2 separate regions of the Mus musculus genome follow, and region 2 is linked to region 1. The links are chromatin contacts, called in public HiChIP or PLAC-seq maps. All regions are on one chromosome and are shown on one strand. The core of a region is the stretch at or near the end of the contact, and the rest is flanking DNA. Distances in the headings are between cores, read along the strand shown.

Region 1 (3,440 bases), core at 507-3,006:
AAGAAGGCTTTGGATCCCCGGGAACTGGAGATTCAGACAGTTGTGAGCAGCCAGTCATGTAGGTGCTGGGAATTGAAGAAACATCCTCTGGAAGAGCAGCCGGTGCCTTTAGCCGCTGAGCCATCTCCTCTGCCCCGCCCTACTCTATTCTATAGTGCACCATTCGGGATAGCTTTTTGTCAGTGGATAGGAAAAGAGGCAAGAATGTTATGAGGAAACCCTATTAGGAGCCTGATAAATCGATAGTTTGTTGGCTGTTGTTGTTGTTTGTTTGTTTGTTTGTTTGTTTAAGACTGTGTGTCTCACCGTGTGTTCTTGGTTGACCAGGTACACACTGTAGAGTGAAGATCTTCCTGTTTCTGCCTCTTGAGTACTAGGGTCACAGGCACGCACCACATCAGGGTATCCCTAAGCCCCTGATCTTTACTTCTATTAACCTGACATATGTCTTCTCTTTCCTCTACTAGAGACCTCCCTCCATGGAGTTTGGGCTGCTTGGTGAGGCAGAGGCGCGAAGCCCTGCGCTGTCGTTATCGGACGCAGGCACTCCACACCCTCCGCTTCCAGAACATGGCTGCAAGGGGCAGGAGCACAGTGGTGAGCGCGCCCCCTTCTGGGGGTGGAGGAGAAAACAGTTTAGCCTTGATGCGGGGTGGGAGCGAGAGTGATAACCTGAGCGGGAGCCAGCCAGGGGCTGAGGAATTCCTTGAGGCCCCTGAACCAGAGACTCCGCACAGGCCCTAGCGCCCTATGACCTGCCACATTCTGGCCCTCAGACTCGGAGAAGGCCTCGGCCTCACTGCCGGGGGGCTCCCCCGAGGACGGCTCTCTGAAGAAGAAGCAGCGGCGGCAGCGCACGCACTTCACCAGCCAGCAGCTGCAGGAGCTGGAGGCCACCTTCCAGAGGAATCGCTACCCTGACATGAGCACCCGCGAAGAGATCGCGGTGTGGACCAACCTCACTGAGGCCCGCGTGCGGGTATGGCCCCACCTGCGCGCACCTCGCTCTCGTGCCCCCCACCCCCCATCCCAAGTAGCTGGTGACTCTGCGGGGCCGGTGCCACGTCGGGCCCAGTTCCCCACCCTCCTGCTGCCTTGCCTGCCACCCCCATCACTCGATTCCTCGGCTGGGACCAAGGCTCTACCTTCCCCTCATCTCTCTTTGATCCCGAGCTGTTCCCCCAAACCCTGCGGCCCCTGGCTTCACTTCTCTGGCCCCCAGGCTCGGTGCGCTCCTCCCTTCCAGCCTGCATCCACCATGCACCTCTGATCTTCCCCGCCCGGGCTCGATCCTACTGTGGGTGGCCCAGTCCCCAGCCACTCCACCTCCTGACAGCCTTTCTCGGATACCCGCAGGTGTGGTTCAAGAACCGGCGCGCCAAGTGGCGGAAGCGGGAGCGCAGCCAGCAGGCGGAGCTGTGCAAAGGTGGCTTCGCAGCCCCGCTCGGGGGCCTGGTGCCACCCTACGAGGAGGTGTACCCGGGCTACTCGTACGGCAACTGGCCGCCCAAGGCTCTCGCCCCGCCGCTCGCCGCCAAGACCTTCCCGTTCGCCTTCAACTCGGTCAACGTGGGGCCTCTGGCTTCACAGCCTGTATTCTCACCGCCCAGCTCCATCGCCGCTTCTATGGTGCCCTCGGCCGCCGCTGCCCCGGGCACCGTACCAGGTCCCGGAGCCTTGCAGGGCCTGGGCGGGGCACCCCCCGGGCTGGCTCCAGCCGCCGTGTCCTCCGGGGCAGTGTCCTGCCCTTACGCCTCGGCCGCCGCAGCCGCCGCTGCAGCCGCCTCCTCCCCCTATGTATACCGGGACCCGTGTAACTCGAGCCTGGCTAGCCTGCGGCTCAAAGCCAAGCAGCACGCCTCTTTCAGCTATCCCGCCGTGCCCGGGCCGCCGCCGGCCGCTAACCTTAGCCCCTGCCAGTACGCCGTGGAACGGCCGGTGTGAGCCGCAGGTCTGTGGATCCATCCCCGAGGGCGGGGCAGTAATTCACAGCCTCTCCGGACAGGGGTCGCCTAGACTGGCTTGCCCTCGTCCCAGGGTCTGAAAGGGGTGCCAGAGCACCCGGGAAGAGGCCGCGGGCTTCGAAGAGGGCCTTTTCCCTCGCAGCCCCCGAGCGGTGGTCTGACCCCTATGCGGAGACCGCGCCCCTAGGACTAAGGCCAGGAACAGGGACCAGCTCCCCCAGGGCCAATTCACCCTTGGCTCACCCCGCCTTCTCCAGACTCCCCCTATCCCATTTTCAAAGATCAATGAAATAAACGTGCGCGGACTGTCAAAGGCCTGATGATTCAGACTTGCGGTTGAGCCCTCCTTCCCTTCATCCTTCCCATTGTCCAAAAGGACAGCTGGATGTACAGGAACCGAGTGAGCGTCCAGGCTTCTAAGGTTGCCGTCTCACTCCTTTCCTCCAGGATAGGGAAGCAGGGTCTCCTGGAGTAAAAGGAGTATGAAGCTTGGTGTGACCAGCTAGCTGACAGGGATCGTTCTCTGCTGGTGCTGCGACGCCACCTGGTGGTCTCTGGGAGGACAGCCGGTAGGTCTGGTCACCCGTGCTTCCACGCAGCGATCTCTTCTGCAGTTTAGCCTATGATTTTAGGACTTGTTTCTCACTGTTCCTTTCAGAGGCTTGGGTCTCTAACAGCAATAAACTTCTAGTCTGTAAAAGACATTTATTAAGCGCCTACCAGGCCTAGAATTCTTATTGAGTGTTTGTGTGTGCCTCTGTCCTTCCACACACCCTCAGGCTCCCCCCCTGCAGATCACTCACTCCCCAGAGTCAGCCTCCTCCTACCACAGAGTCAGTCCACTCTCCCCTCCCCTCCAAGTCCACAAATCCTCAAGATCATGTTGACCTCTTTTAAAAATAGAGCAAGAAGAGAAAGATTTCTAAATATAAATATAAATAACTCCATTTTAAGGACCTCAGTCCTATCTCCTTCCTAGGGCTTGGTTTTCCTTCACATTAAAGACAGAAACATCAAAGTACCAAACCACACACCCCCTATCCCCAAGGGTGACATTTCTTGGTTGTCATAGCTTCCTGCAACTTTGAGGGTACATATCCCATGGGGGAAACCATACAGGGAGGTACCCTAATCATTCTCCCATACCCTTAGTGCCACGGAGGAACGGCTGAGGCTCCATCTTTCTTTCCTACTCTCATTGGCTCTTGGATGCAACTTTGCCCTTGGGCCTGAGGTAGGCTCGGTGGAAGAAGTGAGCGAATAGGATGAAATAGGTCCCATATAGCATAAAAGACCAGAAGAAGTGTTCCGTTGTTGTGTGGCATCCTTTCTCCTGCCTCCAGATGTAATTCAGTATGCCAAAGATGGTGCCCAGAACCATCTGCAGAATCTGCAGGCTGGTGATGACCATGGGGAGAAGATTAGGATGCTTCAGTTTGGCAGCCTTCATAGTGTAGTAAGTGTACATGACAGAAT
Region 2 (3,115 bases), core at 111-2,610, 340 kb before region 1:
TGGTGGCGACGGAGCATGCTCTTTTCCTGTTTGCGGAAGGTGTGCCCACTCTAGAGATGTGTATACTCAGGGCTCTCCTCTTTCTGATGGGGGAGGTGATGGTAGCTTTTACCAATGACCAGGAAGAACAGTACCCTCAACCCAGTCAGGAGTGTATCTGCGCATTCCAACAGGGCTGGAAGCAGAGTATCACACACACACACACCCAGGCTGGTCTCAAACTCACAGAGATCCTCCTGCCTCTGCCTCCCAAGCACTGGGATTAAAGAGACCTATAGGACCACACTTCATTCTGAGTCCACACATTTTAACAGTTCCCCTCGTCTAGAAACATCGGCAGCAATGACAAACCATCCCAACACTCGCTGCACTCTATTATGCTTGTCTGAAGAACCGGGACAAAGCACTGAGGGTTTCGCTCAAAGAGCCCTTGGAGGATGGAGACCCTCTAAGGAGAGAGGAAGGGCCCCTGGACCATTCTGAGTAACATGTTCCCTTGGAGGGCTCTGGAGAACACATGTGCTGGGCAACATGCTCTCACTCTGGACAACAGTCTACCCAAGGCAATGCAAAAACACCTGCATTTTCACAAGGCACCCTGAGAGCGCATAGGGGGAGGAAGTGCTAGGAAGAGCCCAGAGGAGGAGGGCTGAGAAGAGTGTGAACCAGCAGCTCCCCACTGCAGCTCTACCTCTGGGTGACTGATTGTGAGGGCCTGGTCAGCTGGAGAGAGGGTCTGGAGCCAAGGTTCAGAGCTCACTCCAGTGGGCTCCCATCACAGGACCTGTGCAGTGCAGTCAGACAGCCTGGCTCATTGGCGGTGAGAAAGGATTGTCAACAACCTCTCAATTCTCCAGGTTCCAGCAAGTTCCAGAAAGGAACCTGAAAAGTGATCTTTTGTTGGTGCCTGCCCCGGGCAGGCCCGGCTGTGCTGCAGGCGGGGACTGAACCGCCACAAATCTGACACTCATTCCAAGGTCTGCGGTCAACGGATTTCTAAGTGGCTGACAGTGCCCATGCCTTCCCTCGGTGTGATGACAATCCACACTTTGTCTTGGGGCCCTGTTTGCTCCGTGTGTTGACATGTTGTTCTGCTCCCCAGCAAGCTTGGCTTTCTTTCCCTCCCTTTCCTCTTCTCCAGGAAGGAAGTGTGCTCTTTACAGAGGCATGGCCTGCCAAGGAGCAGCCCTGGCACCCATGAGGGCATCGAGGTGGAGCCCAGCAAGGGCTCCTGTCGGCTGCTCCCCTTCCCCACATTGAGGCAGACACTCCCGTCCTGGGAGGGGCCGAGGCGAGGCATGTGCTTGTGAGTGGTGGGGGCGCTCGCTCATTTCCTGCTCTGGGTGGGTGGTGAGAAGTTGGCTTTGGTGGCCAGGAGCAGGCTGAGACTCCTGCTCTGTCGACACAGTGGGGAATTACAGTTTGCTCTGCAACGTAATAGGCACTGGACTGAACAAAGAGGTCTGGAGACGGCCCAAGGCAAGATCTCCAAAGGAGACCAGGTATAGGCAGGCCCACCGGAAGGAGAAACGGTAGGCACCAGAAAGGGAGGGCCAGGGGCCGGGCAGGGGACTCCCAGGTTGGCTTCTACACCACATCCAAAGGTGTATATGGGGACGGAAGAAGACAGGCTGGAGAGATCTGGGAAGCCTGTTCCTGGGCTGGGATACAGTTCAGCAGAGGTTTCCCACAGGGAACAGCTGGGAGGCGTCTTCTCCCAAGCCAGGACCTCCCATTGGGCTGCTAGGGAGTGGCTGGGACTAAGAGCACCACCTGGGTGAGCTATCAGACACCACACAGCTGAGAAAGCATTGCAAGGCCTAAAAAAAAAAATAATCTCATGTTTGGTCATATGACCTTTCAGCGACCTCTGGGACTGAAGTGTCTCTCCTGCAGATAGCTCTGGCTAAGAACTTATGTCGGAAACTGACTCAGCTTTGGGCGGGGCTCTGCTCAGAAGACTGGCAACTCAGAGTCAACAGGCCAAGGGGGAAGCCTGCCACAGCCCCCAGCGAAGAGTGCCAGGGCTAGGAAGGGACACTGGCCTGTTCCGGGGTCTGGAGACCTCTCATAAAGCTCTGGACTTGGCTTACACGAAGTAGGATGGATGAGGCCATGCCTCTACTCTGGAAAGATCTTGCCTTCGCAGCATCCCTGTGTGTGAGTTTACATCTGCCCTCCAGAGTACCTTGAGTCCTCCTGAGCTAGTAGGAATTGGGGGACCATGTGGCAGTCCAGGATGAGATGTCTATGGAAGCCCATCTGAGGCCGTCCCACCAGCTCTGCAAAGGGCTCTGGCTCCCTTAGCCTCCCCTTCCCCGGCACTGAGAGGACAGATGCCTTGGCCTTGCCTTTCCCTGGGCTGGTGGCCAGAACAAGGGGCCAAGCAGGGAGTGAGCTCTCGGAAGGCTGCTGAAGGCTGATGCAAGACAGTCTCCTTGGCCCTCCCACTCCAGCTGTGACTTACAGGGATGGTTCAAGCAGCCAAGGGACAGAGGGCTGGCTCTCTCTGTACCCTATGCCTGCAGTCCTCAGCTGCCTCCTGCTCGTCCACCTGCACTCAGGTCTGAGCAGAGGCTCAGGAGGCACTGCAGACCCTGGGAGTGGCAGAAAGCAGCCTGTGACAGCAGGCTCGGCGCTCTGGGTGCCGGCGTTTCCCTGGGCCCTTTCTTGGCATAGTGGGGTTTGATCTGTGACTTTGAGTGGAACCCCAGGTTTCCAGAAGTTCGATAGATTCCTGGGGAGACAGTTGGCCCTTCAGAAGCAATCGAGAGGCCCATAAGTCATTGTAAGCCTGGTTCTCACAAGCCCGGGAGCTGCCTGTGACCACAGAGGCAAGACCCTGAAGGAAAAGTCAGGCTAGCGATCAGAAGCAGAAAACGCTGATCAGGAGAGGAGGAAGGCTGATGTGGGTGTTGGCTTCACTGCTGAGAACCGGGCTGACTAGGGCAGGTCAGATGGAGAGTTTCCCAGGGCTCCTTGCAAAGAGCCAGCCTGAGAAACCCCTTGGTGATCAAGGGTGCGTGCCTGAAGGGCGGGACCTAAGCCAGCCTTCCCAGGACTCTCCTGAGGGGTGGCCCGTGGTGGACCACACTAATGAGCCCATAACAGGCCT

The links. HiChIP or PLAC-seq counts read pairs in DNA pulled down with a chosen protein or histone mark.
Region 2: a contact with region 1 is called in an HNF4G HiChIP or PLAC-seq map of pancreatic cancer cells. The contact joins two enhancer-like sites. A contact is called at or near these places in 2 of 39 promoter capture datasets (embryonic stem cells and hematopoietic stem and progenitor cells), 1 of 484 Hi-C or Micro-C datasets (the CH12 cell line), 4 of 115 datasets of contacts at active chromatin or transcription factors (astrocytes, embryonic midbrain, microglia and 1 more) and 3 of 9 other capture datasets (embryonic stem cells, liver and macrophages).

Annotation. Positions count from the first base shown.
Region 1 is chr19:46,134,522-46,137,961 of GRCm38.p6, reverse strand. It overlaps Elovl3 (elongation of very long chain fatty acids (FEN1/Elo2, SUR4/Elo3, yeast)-like 3), which reads right to left. Exons shown (of 4, transcript NM_007703.2): 4 at 2,268-3,440. The coding sequence ends at 3,160. It overlaps Pitx3 (paired-like homeodomain transcription factor 3), which reads left to right. Exons shown (of 4, transcript NM_008852.4): 2 at 468-597; 3 at 777-979; 4 at 1,357-2,277. The coding sequence starts at 480. The coding sequence ends at 1,944. Among named protein-coding and RNA genes, the nearest start is that of Elovl3, 4.3 kb to the right of the region's middle. Within about 2 kb of position 1,756, at least 119 of the 459 cell types and tissues checked have an H3K27ac peak or open chromatin away from gene starts, as enhancers often do. A contact at or near this core is called in liver and pancreatic cancer cells, where this site is marked.
Region 2 is chr19:46,477,741-46,480,855 of GRCm38.p6, reverse strand. The region is part of intron 10 of Sufu (SUFU negative regulator of hedgehog signaling); the gene reads right to left. Among named protein-coding and RNA genes, the nearest start is that of Trim8, 22 kb to the left of the region's middle. Within about 2 kb of position 1,360, at least 170 of the 459 cell types and tissues checked have an H3K27ac peak or open chromatin away from gene starts, as enhancers often do. A contact at or near this core is called in liver and pancreatic cancer cells, where this site is marked.